2 separate regions of the Ovis aries genome follow, and region 2 is linked to region 1. Evidence: chromatin contacts called from public Hi-C data. All regions are on one chromosome and are shown on one strand. Each heading gives the region's core, a stretch centred on a gene start, on an enhancer-like site or on the middle of the called end of the contact. The rest is flanking DNA. Distances are from core to core; before and after follow the strand shown. Region 1 overlaps LOC105610032 (basic salivary proline-rich protein 1-like). Region 2 holds the start of ELF3 (E74 like ETS transcription factor 3).

The links. A called contact is a pair of places that touch in the nucleus more often than the background predicts.
Region 2: a Hi-C map of tail adipose tissue shows a contact between it and region 1, with 3 times the contacts expected there. The contact joins the promoter of ELF3 here to the enhancer-like site in region 1. A contact is called at or near these places in 4 of 16 Hi-C or Micro-C datasets (hypothalamus, liver, retroperitoneal adipose tissue and 1 more).

The regions. Positions count from the first base shown.
Region 1 is chr12:79,857,519-79,860,935 of ARS-UI_Ramb_v3.0, reverse strand. It overlaps LOC105610032 (basic salivary proline-rich protein 1-like), which reads right to left. Exons shown (of 3, transcript XM_060396809.1): 1 at 2,267-3,417; 2 at 1,483-1,758. Among named protein-coding and RNA genes, the nearest start is that of GPR37L1, 25 kb to the right of the region's middle. Within about 2 kb of position 1,890, at least 1 of the 54 cell types and tissues checked has an H3K27ac peak or open chromatin away from gene starts, as enhancers often do. A contact at or near this core is called in tail adipose tissue, where this site is marked.
Region 2 is chr12:79,891,606-79,895,022 of ARS-UI_Ramb_v3.0, reverse strand. It overlaps ELF3 (E74 like ETS transcription factor 3), which reads left to right and starts at 1,883. Exons shown (of 9, transcript XM_027976036.2): 1 at 1,883-2,019; 2 at 2,372-2,542; 3 at 2,770-2,991; 4 at 3,085-3,180; 5 at 3,271-3,390. The coding sequence starts at 2,380.

The DNA of each region.
Region 1 (3,417 bases), core at 641-3,140:
AGCTGAGCACCGAAGAACTAAAGCTTTTGAACTGTGGTGCTGGAGAAGACTCTTGAGAGTCCCTTGGACTGCAAGGAGATCCAACCAGTCCATCCTAAAGGAAATCAACCCTGAATATTCATTGGAAGGACTGATGCTGAAGCTGAAATTCCAATACTTTGGCCAGTGACTCATTTGAAAAGACCCTGATGCTGGGAAAGATAGAAGTCAGGAGGAGAAGGGGACGACAGAGGATGAGATGGTTGGATGGCATCACCCACTCGATGGATATGAGTAAACTTCAGGAGTTGGTGATGGACAGGGAAGCCTGGCGTGCTGCAGTCCATGGGGTCACAAAGAGTCGGACACGACTGAGTAACTGAATTGAACTGAACTGATTCTGCAATAAGTAAATGCTGCCCCATTGGATGGCTCTCGACACCCAGCCCTCCTTTCAACCATGTTTGTATTGCATGAGAAACATCAGCAAACCACAACTGAGGAGCCTTTTCCAGGATATCTCACCGGCAGTCTCACACTGCCAAGGCTGTCGAAAGCAAGGAAAGCCTGGGACTCCCCTGGTCTCCAGCAGTTATGAGTCAACCTCCCAATGCGAGGGGCACAGGTTCGATTCCGGGTCAGAGAAATAAGATCTTACATGTCACTAGGAAACTAAGCCTGAGGGCTGCAACCACTGAGCCCAGGTGCTCCAACGAGAGAGAAGCCCACAGACGACTGTGCAGGACGCAGTGAGGACCCTTCAGGCCATGGCTAAGCCCTGGTCAGCCAACATGAAGCCGGTCAGGCGCGCTCCACAGCGAGAGGAGTCCTCTAGGGGAGAGCCCACACAGTGCTGCTGGGGAGCAGCCCCCGCTCACGACAGCCAGGGAAAGCCCTCGCGCGGCAGTGGAGGCCCAGCACGGCCAGAAACAGGGAAGCAAGGTGACACAGCCGTTAAAGCAAACAGCAGCAAAGCGAGGAAGTCTGGGAAAATGGTGCAGCCAAGGGGAGTCTGAGAAGACGTGACACCTATAGGTCACGCGGCCCCTGGACGGGATCTGGGAGCAGGAAAAAGGACGTTAGGTAAAGACTAAGGGTGCCTGCATTCAGCGTGGACGGTGTGAGCTGCGGAGGGCGGGCTCACACTCCCTGACACGCGCACCAAACGTGACCTAAGGTGCTGCTGAGGGACGTGACGAACTTGGGAGGATCCCTCATTTTTCTAGAAAGTTAACATTATTCTAAACTCCACCCCTAGGCAAAAGTTTATTCTAAGAAAACGGTAAGCCCACAGCATTCTTTCCACTTAACACCCCCACAGCTTCCTATCGCACTCGAAATCAGAATCTTTAGCCTGACCCAGAGTGGCTGGGGCTTCCCAGGGCTCCCTGGGCAGGTCCTGCCGGGTCCTGCGGGGAGCCTGGCATCAACTGTTCCTCTGCCTTCCCATCTTCCCGCTCTCAGTTTAAACATCACCTTCTTAGGCATCCCGGACGTCCTCACCTAAGTAGATGTCAGGACTTCCGAGGTGGTCCAGGGGCTAAGACGCTGTGCCAGCAAAGCAGGGGCCCGGGTTCCATCCCTGGTCAGGGCACCAGGGCCCGCATGTGGCGGCTAAAGATCCCACACGCAGCACTGAGACCCGCCGGGGCCAAACACAGGAGTCAGGGGCCACCGGTCCCTGCCCGGGCTCTCAGCCCTGCTGACTCCTAATTCCTGCCTGACGTCCTTGTTCTGCTTGTCTGCTGTCTGCGAGACCAGGGCCTTAATCTCCAGAACCTAGGAATCGGGCAGGAAGGGCATTCAGTTAGTATTTGTTGAATGAAAACAGGATTTCCCAACGTTCTGTCTTCAGAGCCTGTTGCTCTGTTTTGTTTAGAAAACACGCTCGCTCAGCCCCGCTCACTGGGTGATCGGTCACTCCCTGTTACTGCCCTGTCTTCTTGGTCATCTTGTGATGTTGCCTGGTCAGTGGCTGACAGAGTTGTAGTTGTCTTGGGGAGATTCCGGTGCAGGCGGGGGCTCTGGGTGGATGCCCAGCAGGGTGGCTCCAGCCCTGCTCCCTTCTCGCCCTGCAAAGCGCCCTGGCCCCAGCTCGCATACTGCTTGTTTTGTGTTTTAGACCTTCCGGTAAACTCTCATCTAACAGTTCTAAGGCTCAAGCATGTATGAGCACCACTACAATGGATCGTTTTACTTCTGAGCCAAAATTTTTAAGGCCTGAAAAGACGCCAACATCATCAGCAGGTTAGGGAAACGCAAATCAAAGCCGCAGCTTCACACTCACCAGGACGGCTTCGAGCAAAAACACAGGGGCTTCCCCGGTGGGCCAGTGGCTAATACTCCACTGTGCCAGTGCAGGAGGCCCGGTTCAATTCCTGGTCAGGGGCCTGTATCCCACAGCTGAGAGTGCGCATGTCGCAACTGGAGATCCCAATGCTGCAACCAAGACTCGGCTCAGCCAAACAAACAAACGTAAACAAAATAAAATTCCTGGTTGCGGAACTAAGATTCCACGCAGGGCGGCCAAAAAACAGAGCAAAAGACAGACAACAAGCACTTGGCTAGGATGTGGAGAAGCTGGAGCCTCCTGCAGTGCTGGGGGGACTGTATCGGAAAAGGGTGCAGCCACTTTGGAAGAGTCTAGTAGTTCCTCAAAATGGTGAAGATCTTATGATTACGCGACCCAGCAATTTCACTCTCAGGCAAGAGAGCTCACACAGCCTTGCGCGTGGACACTCATAGATGCTTTATTCATAAGAGGGAAATGTCGGTTGATAAACGGAGAAACGAAACGTGGTCTATCCATGAAACAATATCATTCACCCGTAAAAGTAGGGCATCACTCCATGCTACGATGCGGACGGACCTTAGAAGCATCACGCAAAATGAGAGGAGCCAGTCACAAAGGGCCGCCTGTTGTGGGACTCCATTGACAAGAAACACCCAGAACAGGAGATGCACGGAGACAGGACGTGGGGTCAGGCTGCCGGGGCCTGGGGCTTCCCAGGCGGCTCAGGGGTAAAGAGCCCGCCTGCCCAGGCAGGGGAACAAGAGACGCAGGTTCGATGCCTGGGTCAGGAGGAGGCCCTGGAAGAGGGCTCGGCAACCCACCCCAGCATTCTTGCCTGGAGAATCCCACGGACAGAGGAGCCTTGTGGGCCACAGTCCAGAGGGTCGCAAAGAGTCGGACACGACTGAGCGCCTGAGAACACACAGGCGCAGTGGGTGGTTGGGGAAACGGCGAGTGGCTGCTTGTCTGTGTGGAGTTCCTTCCGGGGCTGACCAAGTGTTCTAAACATGTTGCACAATTCTACGAATAGGTTAAAATCCACTGAATTGTGTTCTGAACGGGTGACTGAAGGCATCGTTGTCACCAAGTCGTGTCTGACTCTTCGCGACCTCATGCACTGCAGCACACCAGACTGCCCCGCCCTT
Region 2 (3,417 bases), core at 634-3,133, 34 kb before region 1:
CGCCTGTGCCCCGCTCAGCGTCCAGGCGCTCAGCCTCGGTTCCGTGTGGACACCGAGGACCCTGAGGACCCCTGTGCCCCGCTCAGCATCCAGGTGCTCAGCCTCAGTTCCGTGCTGACCCCGGGGTTCTGTGGACCCTGAGGCCCTTCCTCAGCCGGGGTAAAGTTCAGCGGCACAGCAGGCACCCTGAGCTATCACTCCCCACTGCGCCCTGCCAGGGTCCCGTCTACTCTCAGAGCTCAAGGCGGGCCCGTGTGTCGTCCCTGCCTTGTCCCGGAGGTGAGCTGGGCTCTGTCCAGGCAGAGAGGGTCCAGGGGCCCTGCCCCGTACCACCCGCTGCCACAGCCCTGGCCTGGCCCCCGCCTGCCTCCACTCTCACAGGCTGACCCTGGAGGGAAGGCGTGTCTGCCCGCTCCTCCCGCGCAGCCCCTGCAGGCCTGCCCTCGCCAAGGCCCTCCTGGGTCACAGCCACAGCCGCTGCCCTGGAGGGCCGGCTCAGGAGCACGTGAGCGTGAGCCGTCCTGAGGCTGGAGCCGGTTCGCCCGCATTCCAGGGCTGGGGTAGAGGGCGTGCCTCGGGCTGTGGGGGAGGCTGCCTGGAGGGCTGGGGAGCTCTCCCCTGCAACCTGCCCCCCTTCACCCCAGTCTGGCCTGGCCCCCACGTCTGGGCCAAGGGAAGGGCTGGGACCTCAGTGCCGGAGAGGGGCATCTGTCCTACCGGGGGTTAAAGCAAGGCGGGGGTGTCCTCACTCAGGAGACTGAGCAGGTGGCCGCCCCAGCCCTGGTGCAGACCAAGGAGGGCGGCGAGGGGTGCTCAGATGTCGTGTCTCTGATGCGTTAAAAAAACGTCCGGAGGAGACTCAGGGCTATTAGGCCCACAGAGCCTTGTCTTCAAGGGTGGGAAATGGAGGAGACCCCTGGCTGCCCCCACGCAGGCCTGCGTGGTCTCGGGACAGCCCTTGTGGTTACGAATGAGCTCATGGAGGGGCCGTGGTCGGAGGGGTCCCCTGCCCACAGGGAGGGCGAGGGTGTCTGCGGGGAGCACCAGCTGGGGATTCAGACCTCAGCCCCACTTCACCAGCCCCCCTGGCCCGGGCGAGTCTGTGGGCCGCCAGCTGCCACCTTGAGGGCCCTGCTGAGGGTCAGATGGGGCCTGCTCCCTGAAGAGCACCCAGCTGGGCCCAGGGAGCCGGGCCTCTGACGCTAGGGGGCAGCAGGCCTATGCCGGTCTGCTACGCAGAGGGGTAAACACGGCCGCACGGGGCTGGCCCCTCGCTCGGTGGCCCCAGAGGCAGCTCTGTCGGGGACAGTGGGGGGGTCCTTCTGACAGCGCCAGGGCCCCCAGACACGGCTGCAGCAACCCTGAGGCTCAGGTGGCATCAGGCAGGCAGGGGGTGCCGAGACCTTGCCCCCAGCCTCCTGCCAGCGGTGGGCCCGTGGCTGGCCCTGCGGCCGCCCATCCAGCAGCCCTGACTGTTGCCCCAGACCTCCGCGCCTTCCCTGCCTACCTGCCTGCCCTAGTCCTCAGACCTGCAGGTAGCCTTCCTGACCCAGCCCTGACCCCCGTCCCCTCCCCTCCCCTCTGCCCAGCCCCGGCCTGGCCCCCCTGAGGAATTTCCTGAGCAGAGAGGGCACATGCCCACCCGGGGCCGCCCGCCCAGGCCACTGCCCCAGAGGGCGCGGGTGACGGACCTGACAATCATTAAACCAGCTAGGCCTGACTTCCCAGCACCGGCGGCCTGGACCCCAGCCAAGTGGCACAAAGTATGCAAATCACCTGGGCCAGGAGCCCCGTCTAAAGGCCAGGAAATCCCCTCGGCCAATGAGCCGCCAGCTCAGGTTACCGCGGGCGCCTATAAAGGCCCGGGTGCGGGCGGAGCTCCAACGCCCCTACTGAGCGCGCTGGGAGCGCAGCCAGAGCCTCGGCTACCTGGCTACCTGGCTACCTGGTGGGGCCCCTTCCCCTGGATTTCCTCCGCCGGCAGCCCCTGGCCTGCCTGCCACACCCTCAGCTGCCACGGTAGGACCCCCGCCCGGCCCGGGGGATGGGGAGGGGCGGTGGAGCTCGGTTCTGAATCTGCGCAAGCGGGAGTGCCGGGCCGTGTCCTGACGGCAAGGGAAGGACGCGGTGGCCGTGATAGCTGGTCCCACCCGCAGACCCAGGCGGGCAGAACAGGGAGCCCGGCCTGGTGCCCTGCTCACCACACGCTCTCACTCCGCTCTGAGACCTTGGAGCCTCTTTGGAGGAGAGCTGGTCCCAAGACAGGCTGACCTTCCCGCCCTTGGGGCTCTAACTGCCCCAGGCCTGGTGGGAGCAGGATGGCCCGCGGGTGAGGCAGGGTGCCGGCCTCACCAGCCTCCCCCGCTCCCAGGGAGCCCCATGGCTGCGACCTGTGAGATCAGCAACGTTTTCAGCAACTACTTCAGCACCATGTACAGCTCGGACGACCCCACTCTCGCCTCTGTGCCCCCTGCGCCCACCTTTGGGGCCGATGACCTGGTGCTGGCCCTGGGCAGCCCGCAGGTGGCCCTAGAGGGCTCAGGTGGGTCTCAGGAGAGGCTGGGCATTTGGGGCGAGAGCCTGGGATTGGGAGGGATCGGGCAGGGGGCGGGCTGGGGTGTTGGGGCTTGGGGGTACCTGCCTGGGGGGGTGCTGGCCAGGGTGCCGTGAGCACCACCACCTGCCCCCGTCCGGGTGGGGGGGGGAACCCCGGGAATCCCCAGCGGGTGCCAGAGGGGGCTGACCCTTGACTGCGCTGGCCCCTTGCAGAGAAGGCCAGCTGGCTGGGGGAGCAGCCCCAGTTGTGGTCCAAAGCGCAGGTCCTGGACTGGGTCAGCTACCAGGCGGAGCGGCACAGGTGTGACCCTGGCACCATCGACCTCTCGCGCTGCGAGCTGGACGGCGCGGCCCTGTGCCGCTGCGCGCCCGAGGAGCTGCGCCTGCTGTTCGGACCCCTGGGGGACCAGCTCTACTCACAGCTCTGGGACCTCAGTGAGTACCCCTACCCCGGCAGGGAGGCTGGTTGCCCCGGGGAGGGGAAGGAAGGGGAGCCGACTCTCTGGGCTCTGACCCCCTCATCCTCAGCTTCCAGCTTCCCCGACGAGCTCAGCTGGATCATGGAGCTTCTGGAGAAGGACAGCCTGGCCCTCCAGGAGCCTCTCGGGGAGCAAGGCCCCTTTGGTGAGAGCCCCTCCTCCATCCTTCCCCAGCCTGACGGCCCCCAGCTGGGAGAGCCAGGGCCCCCTCTGACCACTCACCCCCTGCCCCCAGACCAGGAAAGCCCCTTCGCCCAGGAGATGCTCGAGGACTGCAGGCAGGCCAGCCCCACCTACCCAGGCAGCTTTGGCGCGGGGGCGCCCTCCCCAGGTAGCTCCGACGTCTCCACCGCAGGTGAGCCCTCCCTCAGGCGTCTGCCCG